Linked DNA regions of Callithrix jacchus: region 1 is linked to region 2. A link is a contact called in public Hi-C data. All regions are on one chromosome and are shown on one strand. Each heading gives the region's core, a stretch centred on a gene start, on an enhancer-like site or on the middle of the called end of the contact. The rest is flanking DNA. Distances are from core to core; before and after follow the strand shown.

Region 1 (5,958 bases), core at 929-3,428, 62 kb before region 2:
TCACTCAAAAAGCCATACCTGGTTGTCCTTTTTTTTTTTTTTTTCCGAGTTCAATCACCCAGCTTGGTCCTGAACCTGGTCCGGGCGCACTGTGCTGGAGGGAGTCCTGGCCCAGTCCACCAGCACAGCTTCCTCAGGGGACCTTTCTGGTCTGCTTGATTCACCACAGCTTGGCCATTTGCAGCCCAATTTTGAAGTTCATCTCTTCGTATTCATATGTATTCTGACTCCTCATCTGCCCGTAAGATCATCTGATGGTAGAAACCTGACCATCTTCCTTGTTCTTTCTTATCCTGCAAGGTCCATGTGATTTTTGACAATGAATATATTTCTATTTGACCTTGGAATGAGTTTTTTTCATTTGATTATCAGCAGGTTTGATGTTTAGGGATTTCTACTTGCAGCAAAATCTCATGTCACACCTAGCAGGAATTGGGTCCTTTTAACATGTGACTAAATTCCAATAACCCAAGCCAGGAAGACCTGATTCACAGGTGCCAGGGAAGATGCTCACTTCTCCACTTCTGCACGAAACCAACTCCAGTCTGGAAAGAAGCAACTCTTCCATTATCTGTTGGAGATTCCGTATTGCCCATAGAGTCGGAGTAAACAGTGTGTGAGATGTTGACCAAGCACAATGGGATGCAACAGATGCCCTCTCATTAACTCAGAGCAAATGGCAGAGTTCTGTAGCCGTTGTCAATAAAAACGGAAAACAAGGTGTGTTAAAGTAAACACAGCTGGACACTGTTGAGAAATCACTGGTGATATTCACTTTCCAGAAATGAAGTCACAGCGTTGCTCACTGGTTTGTCAAATCACCACACATGAAGGGCTGTAAACACAGCCAGTGTTCAGAGTTAGGGTCGCTACATGGGAGGCCCAGAAATCAAGTGTCCCAATCACACCAAGCAGGCCAAGAGAAGGGGAGGGAGCTGGGGACGGAGCTTTTCCGCCCTGTCCTTTTCGGCCCCTTGGTGGTTCCTTGGCCAGTGTGAGTACAATGATTTGCACAACTACTGCTTTCGCTTAGTGCAAAAATGGACTGATGTTTTCAGTTGAATCATAGTTCAACCACTGAAGCTTCAGAAGGGTCCACAGCCCGCCCCCTTCTGCTGGAACTGTCTTGTTATCATCCAACCAGGCGTCCCTAGCCATTCACTGTTGGTCCGAGCGTTGGGACCTCATTGATAAATATATTTATTCCGAGTTTACGAGCCACTCCCTTCCAGGCAGTGCAGCAGAGCAGAGGATGACAAGGAGACAATTTGGGTTTCTCAGTTCCGTTAGGGACACGCTTTTTACGTGAGTGCCCTAAGTGCAGCCACTGTTTCCCACCAAGCAAGACAACGATCAGTCCTGCTTCGTTTGTTCCCACAGCTCAGGAACCTGGCTCAGAGCTGCTCCTCAGTGCCAGCTGCTGGACTGGACAAGATTTTAGGGAAGGCGCAGCCACATATGAAGTAGGTGAAAACCCACCCCGGTGAACCGCTGCCAGGGAGCCCACTAGGGCACTGAGCATCTCCATGAGCAGAGGCCTAACCTCAGCCTACCTGGCTGACCTCGTCTCTAGGGCATTTTACATCACAGCAGCAGCGTATAAGCCTGCTGCCCAGAGGAGCTGTGCAGGCGTGAGGAGCACCCAGCTTGTCCTCAGACACGTGGCAGCCCAGGGACAGAGCATCAGGTTCTTCACTGAATCACCAGGGTATTTTTGGCATCATGTGGGTGTACTCCAAAACAACCACAGAGCTGGGGGGTGGGGCGGCGGGCGGGGGGTGGGGGTGGGGGCATTCACAAAAGCAAAAGGTAGTCATCTAAGAGGATTGTTTAAGTTTAAAGTTTTCTTTGCTGAACTGGCCCAAACTGGATAAGCACTAACATCTCTCCCTAAGGCTCTCACTCAGACAGCACTGGGCCGAACGAAAGCTTGAGCCAGCGACTAGACACTTGCCGCAGGCCAGACGCCCTCACCATGGCCACACTGCATCATTCATCAAACCCATCTTAGGAAGTGGATGAGCGATTATCCCAGGGAGACTCTGGAAGTGGGTAGCACAGATAATGAGAAAGACTGGGATCCCCTGTAGGATGCCAGGGCTTCGGGTCTTTGCATGAGTTAGGGTTAGATAAGCTTGAAACAGCACAACCAAGGCTCCTCAGGGAGGAGCAAATCAGAAACCATGCCAGGCAGCCGATAGCACACGGTCAAACCCAAAGTGACCTCCAGGAAAGGAGGACATCCCTGTCATAACACTGCAGCCTCTCCCTTGCCCCAGTCCCCACTCCCTGGGCACAAAGTCCCCTTTCCAGGCTGCCGAGGACAAGAGAGCGCTCATCCACCGAGGCATGCGCAGGAGGGTCACTGACTCACCCTGGAGGCTCGCCGGCTGCGGCAGAGCCACAGGCTCCCTGCAGAGGGCGCACTGCCCCCTTCGGAGGCGCAAAAACTAGCCGCGCTGGGACCTCCCTCCCGAGGAAGGCTCCGCAGTGTGGACAGGTTGTTTCTGCTGGAAGCATTTCCGCAGAGCCACAGCAGTGGATGGCTGACACGGTCTTCCCTGGCTGCCTCGCATCGTTCGAGAATTAAGGTTATAGAGCTGTTGTCCACACATCCGATCAGCCTTTGTGTTACAGGCTGTGATGTGACTTTTGTGAAGGAATCGGGGAGCGGTGGGAGAGGGAGAAAGGCCTGGGGGCGGGGGGGGGGGACATTTGCAGACACAGCCTCGTCCTCTGCAGGCACCGTCACCCCGGAGTGGGGGAGCTGACACGCGGCAGTTGCTCTGGGTAACTGAGCAGCTGTGGGGGATCCAGATCCAGAAGAGAGGAAAGAAGGAGGGGAAGGAAGAGGAGCGCAGAGAGGGCGGAGCCTGCAGCGCTGTGCGCTTGGGGCCTTGCTTGAAGCCTCCTCATCTGGGACCTAACTGCGGTCAGCCGGCCTGGGGGCGTCGAGGAGGCTGATGATGATGAAAGGAGATAATGGAATCTCTGAGGCAGTTATAGGAACTTATTTTCTTTATTAGGAGATAAAAACCACTTTCCCAAGCTCTCCAAACGGAGAGAGACTTGGCTGAAGGTCTAAGCAATGCCCGAGGCCTCAAGGAAGGCCAGTGTGTCTGGGCCGGACCACGGTGCCCTCAGGCTGTATTTGTTACCTGGGGAAGCCACTGCTCTCGTGAAGAGACTCCCGTGTCTCACAAGGAGGTGGAGGTGCCCACAGAAGCCCTTTAAGATGTGTGGTTAGAGGCCCGGCGCAGTGGCTCACTTCCCAAGATCCCAGCATTTGGGAGGCTGATCACCTGAGGCCGGGAGTTCAAGACCAGCCTGGCCAACATGGCAAAACCCCATCTCTACTAAAAAATACAAAAATTAGCCAGGCATGATGGCCAGCACCTGTAATCCCAGCTACTCAGGAGGCTGAGGCAGGGAGAATTGCTTAAACCCAGGAGGCAGAAGCTGCAGTGAGCTGGGATCATGCCACTTTACTCCAGCCTGGGCGACACAGTGAGACTCCATCTCGGGGGGCAGGGGGGAAGATGTGTGGTTCGAGATGGCTTAAATTTTCTATCTGGGAACCACATATCTGAATCTACACACTATGATTTTAATAATCATTTTTAGCAGTTAAAACTTCAAATAAAGATTTCAAAAATTATATATGGACTCTAATGATCTCTTCTAAGCTAATATCCACAGTAGAGGAGAATCAGAAAATCTTGAATGGGAATCTAGTTAATAGAAGAATCAAATGATTGTAAATCTTGAGTAAAGAAGCCGCCGGGGTACACAGTATTCAAGACAGCACATGAAATTAAAATATGTCTAACCTCCACTCCCATCGATGAATTTCCAACCTTTTCCCCCATGTTAGGGCCCAGGTCTCTCCAGTGCTTTCAAGGGCTACTATCTGTAATTGGCCAAAGATCCCACGCATAGTATCCAATTGTTCTCCTTCCAAAGACCTAAGAAAAGAAACCTGATTATCTTGCCAATTGAGCTGTGTTACCAGATGTTCAGTTTGAGAATACAAAGCATACCTGTGAGAGTATCTAAGCACAAAACACTTCTGACCCAAGCTGGCTGGTCTGATCATGAGACCAAGGCTAAAAACTTTGAATTTTGTATGAACTTAACCCAATCAATAGAATTTAAACATCTCCTGGAAGAAGGGGCAATGTCTTCATCCTCTGTGAGACTTCCCCCTACCCATGGGATCCGGTAGAGTGCTTTGCATACAGGAAGTGCTGAATAATTGAATATTCTGCCCTGTGGTCACAGGGACCACCCCATCCAAATGCCAGTGATAATCATCAATGACATTTACAGAGTCTGTGTGAATCAGACTAACCACATCTTTAAATCCTGACCCAGTTCCACTCAGATTTGGCTGGACAACTGCCCTTAATAGCCCAGCTTCCAGACTGTCAATCACACAGCAATCTACGGACATCTGTGAACCTGGCACAGAGATCAGTGCTGGGGATGGGGAAATGAATCCAGCAAGGTGTTCCAACACAGTGACAGGTAAGCAAGTCACCACGGGACACACAAGTGTTCGAGGCAGAGTGGGTGCTGGGCAGGCTTAGAGGAGGGCGCCCAGGTCTTCCCAGGAGTCTAAGAAGGCACCACACAGAGGTGAGGTTTGAGTCAGATTCTGGTAAACAATGGGAGTTTTCGGTGCCAGGCGAGGACCCTTCCAAGCAGAGAATAGCAGCGTCCTGAATGCCAGGGTGGATTTGAAGGGTGGCAGGGGACGCCATGTGATTTTGTGAGGCTACCTTGAAAACAAACAGGATGATAAGGGACAGCCTCACTTCAAATGTCATACGTTATCCCTTTATTCGTGGAATTCCTACTAAAGAGTGAATTCTCAGTATTTTGGAGGACGTGAATGGAGCCCTTTGAGAATCTGGTGTGGGGTTTTTTTTGTTTTTTTGTTTTTTTGTTATCTCTGTCCCTCTCCCACTTGAAGCAATCCTCTGACTCCCGTTTAAGAAATCCTGGTGTAGACTATTAAGCGCTTCAAAGCCAGCTGCACACCGCACCCATAGCTACACTCACAGATGCACTTGGGCTCTATTTCCCTGCTTCTGCCTCCACTGCCTGGTTTCCCTTCAGAACCACCCAACTCCTTTTTCGCAAGAGATGTGTTAGGAAGTGAAATTTCCCAGCGCCCATGCTCGGGGACTGGCGCCTGCCACATGCCTGCCCCTGCAGACAAGCTAAGGCGTGGGCAGCATGAGCCTGCCTCCTGCCCTCTAGCGGCATTTCCCTTGAGCCCAGAGGCACCCCCTCAGCTTACTGTGTCCACAAACAGAACATTCTGCCATAACCTAAATGCAACTGACTCTTTAGATGATGGTCTCTGATGAGATCAACCAAATCAACAAATGTAACTGAAAGGATGAGATTTGTTGATGTCCACAACGGGGAAATTCAGATGGACGTCCTCCTGCTGCCGCTGATTCCTTCTGATTGCCGCTTCTTTCTGGAGCTTCTGGTTCCTCTTCTGTAAACGGGGTGATCCCTGCCCTATTCATGAGGTAGATGAGAATTAAAACCAGGTGAGATGATGAGGGGGAAAGTGCTCTGAACTCTCAATCTTCTAAAATACAGTGTATTATTACTAAAGGAAACAGTGGGGAACTAACGACAGACTCACAGGGAAAATGGTGTTTTCCTACCACTCAAGAGCAACGTGTCAATAGAAAAACCAAAACAGCCAGCCAGTAGCGAGGGAATACATAATGTCTGTCATTTGTTGTAAGGTATTGTAAATCTTTTTTACTTTTATGTGTTTATTATACAATTTTAGAAAGGAAAAGGAAAGAAAAGGACCCAAGAACTTTCTGCTTTGTTACATCAAGTGCAGGTTCTTCTGGAACACAGGTGGGCACACAGTCAGGGCTCAGCCATGTCCCCTTTCATCGAGAAAGAGCGTGCTGACCTTGGAAA
Region 2 (5,973 bases), core at 3,112-5,611:
TTAATGTAAGTCCTCCTCTGTCTCTAGACAGGAACGTGGCTTGGGGGACATCCAAACCTCCCAGGGCAGACAGAACTAGGAAATCTAAGGTGAGAACAATGGTAAGACTTTGGTCCCTGGAGGGTGGGAGGTGAGAGGCAGGACAGGTGTGGTCGAGCCCTCCTGACGGATTCACGGACAGAAGCTGCCACTCAAGTCCACCGAAGGCGGGGCCTCCTCACTCACTACAGAGCTAGCGAGTCCACATTGGTATTAGCGTAAGCCCGAGGTGTGGGCAGGGAGAGGATATCTCCATCTCAATCAAATTCTGCAACAAGTCACTGTTACAGTGTGACAAAGAGGTAGTCTTTCTTCATGAAACAAAACCAAGAGACTAAGTGACAAAAAGTCTGAGGAACAAATTGCAATATCAGCAAACGTATGGTGACATTTAAATGTTTTATTTTATCACACAATTTTAGTAGTAATTAAAGTATAGCAAATGCCTACTGTGTGCAAATTATGAGGCCAGGCACTCGTAAAAATAAAAGATGAAAATGTGTTCCTGCTTTCTGGAGACTCAGTCTAGTGGGTGAGGCTGCTAGGCAGGGCTTGGGAAGGGAGTTTAATTCAATCTAGAAAAGTCCCTTCTCAGCGGAGATGGGACTTGGGCTAGATTTCGAGGGAAGGGCAGAATTCCAAAAGGCAGATGGGGTAAACGGCGTTGCAGGAGGAGGGAACAATTTATCAAAGGCCTGGAGACTCAGAAGCACACTTTTGGGGGATGACAACAGCCTGTGTGGCTAAAACATATGACAAGTGGGAGACCGGGAGAAGAGTTAATCAGAGAAAAGGCTGGATTACCTTTTTTTTAAAGAAATTGTAACTTGAGCTTTGTAGATCAACCTGTTGATCAATCATTAGTAGCCAGACACTGAGGTGATGGAGAAGTCCTAAAGGAAATCGTGAATTCTTTGGGAAAATAATCTTCAATGCAGGAAACTGTTGACATTAATCTCATTAAAGAATGCAGGGCTCTGAATCACTGGGTGGTCCCAGGAAAAGAAAGGGAAAGTGAATTCAGGACAAAGAGCTGGACTCTGATTCTCCAGTTGGTGTTTCCCAGGCAAGCTGAGTAAACAATGTGGGGTAAATGACTTCCAAATTCTGGTTCACAACAGTCCAGACTGAAGTGGTCACTGAGCCTGGAAGTGGGGGAAGGAACTATGGTGCTTCCAGTAACCTTACAAAGCACACATGTTCACAGCACAGACGCCACAGTCCCCAGAACAGAACTCACTGTCCTTAGAGACTCACCACAAGAAAAGCAAAGTCAATTCTTTGGGGAAAATTGATTGTGACCAGGACCCAAGTGATAAAAGCCCCAGTGTGAGAAACAGCTTTTCAGGTGTGGATTTCACCAGGGTTCCCTTCAGCCCAACCCAGCAAAAGCCAGTGATGGTCCTTCCCATGTTTTGAAGACTCTCACCATGCGGAGAAAAGCGAGCTTGCTTTTCAAAGAGATGTGTGGGTGACAAGAATATGGAAAAGTGAAACTGATATTTCCATCTTTTTTTTCTAACTTTTGACGTGACTGCTTCCAAATTTCACACTGTATTTGCAAATGTTTCTCCTATTGTTCAGAAAACTACGATCAAAATTCCTGTGAGATTTTTCAGAGTTGGGGTGCAGCACCTGCCCTTCACAACTCTTTCCACAGTAGGGACCGTAGGGAGGTGGGGCCACCGTCCTGAAGGAGAAGGTCTCCTCAGCCTCCCACCAGCAGCCAACAATGGTGGCTTTCCTTCCATCACAAAATGTGCCTGTTCATTAGATGTTGACTGTCAAAATCTCCCAGGGATCCCAAAGGATGGCACCTCCCTCTGGGCTTTCCCACCATCAGTTGGGTCAATAAGAAGAGCCAAAACGTGTTTCCACTTTAAAAAATATAGGGGCCCTGACTTTTTTCTTTTGCCATATTTGCTACTAACTTTTCATCCTAGATAGCTCAGTACCTTCCCTGATTGCTTAACTAGGCATGGTAGGTCCCAGAAGAAAAAGCAAAGTCTGTCGATATAACCATTTCTGCCGGTCATCAAACCATTAATGTTATGTATTTTTAAAAGATGCTGAGGCTGGATGCGGTGGCTCACACCTGCGATCCCAGCACTTTGGTAGGCCAAGGCAAGTGGATTGTATAAGGTCAGCAGTTCGAGACCAGCCTGGCCAACATGGTAAAACCCTGTCTATACTGAAAATACAAAAATTAGCCGGGCAGGGTGGCACATGCTTGTAATCCCAGCTACTCAGGAGGCTGAGGCAGGAGAATTGCATGAACTTGAGAGGCAGAGATTGTAGTGAGCAATGGCTCACTTCTGTAATCCCAGCACTTTGGGAAGCCACGGCAGGTGGATCACGAGGTCAGGAGTTTGAGACCAGCCTGACCAAGATAGCAAAACCCCGTCTCTACTAAAAAATACAAAAATTAGCTGGGTGCAGTGTTGGGCCACCTGTAATCCCAGCTACTCTGGAGGCAGGAAAATCACTTGAACCCAGGAGGTGGAGGTTGCAGTGAGCTGAGATCGCACCATTGCACTCCAGTCTAGGTGACAGTGTGAGACCATCTCAAAAAAAAAAAAAAAGAAAGAAAGAAAGAACAGTAAGCACATTAAGTTTCTTACAAAAATTTCAAAAGTCAATTTGTCAGGAAAAAAAAAGTTTAGAAAATATATACTAACAATGACTATACATCACAGTATACATTCTACAATATATAGAATATTATAGTAACATTCTATGTTGACTATTTTATAAGGAAATATATATATTCAGAAATTATTTACTTAGTACCTACTATATGCCTGGCACTAGGCTGGGCACAGCATAAATGCCTTTTTTCAATTAACGAAATCAGTGAGTTCACTTTGGAGGTTTATACAGGCAGGAGAGAGATGCTGAAAGCATGGTGGCCTCTACAGCTGCCTTGGGAACTCTGGGTGAACTCTGGCACTGTGGTGGCTTTAAGAGAGGGAGCGCCCAGCTGGAAGCCTGAAAACCAGGATCTGTCCCTATGTCCCCACTGAGCAGCTGGGTTACAAAGCAAATTTCTACCTCTTTGTGCTTCCACTTCCCAAAGTCTGCCCCATAATCACCTCCTTTTAGTAAAATGACAACAGAATTAACAATATGGAAAAGTCTTAAAATTAAAGATGCTGATCATAAATGAAGCCAAGTTATTTTAAAACTTTTACTGAAAAACAACACACATAGGGAAATGTGCACATACCTAGCACCACCCAGATCAAGAATGGACCACTACCAAGCCAGCCCACCCCTGGCCGCTGGAAGTCCCTATCATCCCCTCTGGGAAACTGCTACTCTTGCTTCCAACAGCACAGGCTACTTTTGCTGGTTTTGTGCTTTGCATTAATGGGAACTGGCAGGATATACACTTTCATGTCTGGCTTCTTTTCCTCAACATCATATTGTGAGATTCAACCATATTGCTGATATAGTCACAGGCTGCTCATTCTCAGTGCTATATAGCATTCATCTCCTATGTGAGTGGACCAACATTTATGCATCCATTCTCGTGCTGAGGCATTTGAGTGGTTTCATATATAGCCTTTGATCTATAGAAAAGATCAGAAATTCTCTTATACAGAAGGAGAGATCCACACATGAAATTCACCATCTCCTTCCTATTTCAAATTGGTCTGATCAAAGGAATTTTTTGTTTGTTTTCCTTCCGTGTCAGAACTACAGCTGCTCTGACTGTAAAGTGTTAATTTTTTGACCAGGAGTTACAGAAAGGAGAAACTGACAGCTGACTTGAGGGAGCTTTCTTCCTACTTCCAAAGGAAACTAACCTGGCTTTGGATGGTGATCGTTCCTCAAGGGAGGGACTGTCTCGGGTTTCTTTCTTGGTTCTGTAACAGTGTCCCACATCCAGGAGTGCTAATCAATGTGTGGTGCTAGTGGACAGAGCAGATGACACATGGGAGGGGAAACAGCATCCAAACAGGATGTAAATAAAGGCACTTGAAATTACCACTTTAGAAAATAAAGTGATGTTTATGCCCAGAATAACACAATTTCTTGTTCACACATCCCACCTGTGATATTAATCACAGCCTTCACCTGTGGGCTGAATGTCATCTTTTCCACTCCTACTAGTTTACAGATTTTTTTACTTTGAAATGGAAGAGGGAAAAAAAAAAGACAGAGCTGCCCTAAAAGGAATGAGGAAGTGAGAGCTCTCCAGTGTCTGGCTGGCTCCGTCCGTGTGACAGCCCATGATGTTCTTTCCGGTCTCGGTAATATTCTGAATTTCCACCTGCCCGCCCCCTCGCTTATAATGCAGAGCATGTGTAGAGAGACCAGCTCAGTCTTTCTCCCTCCCAGTGGACTAGAAGGAGCAGAGTGTCATGCTGTTTCTCCCATTCTCCACAGCTCACCGGTTGTAAAAGAACTCTGGCTAGAGACCCTCCAAGGGTAAGTACTATAAATTAACACGCCTAGAAATTACAAGCTGCCCGACAAGTCACAGGTCACTCAGATCATAGGCAACAGAAAACAGCTATACCGTGGAATGTGCTCTCACTTTATAAAGTCTCAGGACACGGAAAGCTTTGCTTCAATGTGAAGGCTGCACCTCTTTGGTGTAGGGATTCTGTAAATGTTATCTTCGTTTCATGTTTACTATTGTAGCGTCCCAGGGATACGTTTTTTTCCTTTTTGGATTAGCTGAGAAAATCCATGCAAAGCACCTATTACTATTGCTGGCGTACAGTGAGCACTCCCAAAAAACTATTAACATTAATTTAAAATGTTAATGTAACTGATATCCAGATTATCTCTTGAAAGGAATGGAATAAATGAATAACAACGTTTAAAATGGTGAAGATAGTTGGCTTAAATAATTTTGAAATAATTGTATTCAGATGCTGTTCTTAACAGCCTAAGACATCTGGTAACATAGAGCTGACTTGAAATGAAAACTTGTCTACGTAATAGATTTATTCCAAAGTAAAGGCAATTGAAAAAATAGAAAATAAATGTGTAGTTTCAAACTCTGTGCTTTGGCAAAGTGGCACTGAAAGTGGCCAACCTACTACGAGTGTCGCTCCTGACCCCTTTCCACACGATTCATTGCAGACACAGTCAAAGTCGCATGGGAGTGAAATTCACCCCTGGACCATCCGCCCCAACGCTGATGAAGTTGAGAAGCAGCCACGATGCTGTGAGTGACCCTCTCACATTTATTCATTCACATTTCCTAGAGGCAAGAGCCAAAAGATGTTTACCAAATTTTATTTTCTCTCTTTTAGCCAAAAACACTAAATGCCAATAATATGGAGACACTAATCGAATGTCAATCAGAGGTAAGGACGTAATTTTTAAAACTTTTTATCTGTACTGTGAGAAAGTGAAAAACTTTCTGTTTTAATTGAATATTATTTGGGTTGAATATTAACCATCAGAGTAGTAAATCAACATCATATATGTAGTAAATTAAACACATTAATTAGAATCTTATATGATGACAATCAAGACTTTAATATTGCTTCTAGAAGCTAGAAAAAACATCAATGCAATCTACTGACTTAACTTTTAATATGAATAAAACGTTGTATGTGTGTTTTATGGGGAAAGACTGGAGAGGTTTCTTCAGTCACTATTTTTAACAGAAATCAATATATTTTAGGGTGATATCAAGGAACATCCCCTGTTGGCGTCATCTGAGAGTGAAGACAGTATTTGCCAGCTAATTGGTGAGTTTTGAAAACATACCAATGTTTTATGTAAGTGCTAACAACCAGTGTTCTTGGTTTGCAAAACCACAGCGCTTTTACTCTACTAGGAATTTTTTTGTACAAGTGTTCTGTTAAAGACCGCAGAACATTAACCCTTAAATTGCGTGTATGCTCCAACTCACTAGAGCAGCAAGTGCTGGGAGAGCAAAGAGCTTCTCCATAGAGAATCCCCCGGTTC

Evidence for each region. Hi-C and Micro-C count contacts between places; a contact is called where the count stands out from the background.
Region 1: a contact with region 2 is called in a Hi-C map of skeletal muscle, with 7 times the contacts expected there. The contact joins the enhancer-like site here to the promoter of TAGAP in region 2. A contact is called at or near these places in 3 of 3 Hi-C or Micro-C datasets (induced pluripotent stem cells and skeletal muscle).

The regions. Positions count from the first base shown.
Region 1 is chr4:165,918,216-165,924,173 of calJac240_pri, reverse strand. No RefSeq gene overlaps it. Among named protein-coding and RNA genes, the nearest start is that of FNDC1, 48 kb to the left of the region's middle. Within about 2 kb of position 2,178, at least 5 of the 16 cell types and tissues checked have an H3K27ac peak or open chromatin away from gene starts, as enhancers often do.
Region 2 is chr4:165,858,844-165,864,816 of calJac240_pri, reverse strand. TAGAP (T cell activation RhoGTPase activating protein) reads left to right here and starts at 4,361. Exons shown (of 10, transcript XM_035297090.3): 1 at 4,361-4,473; 2 at 5,137-5,221; 3 at 5,310-5,363; 4 at 5,687-5,753. The coding sequence starts at 5,153.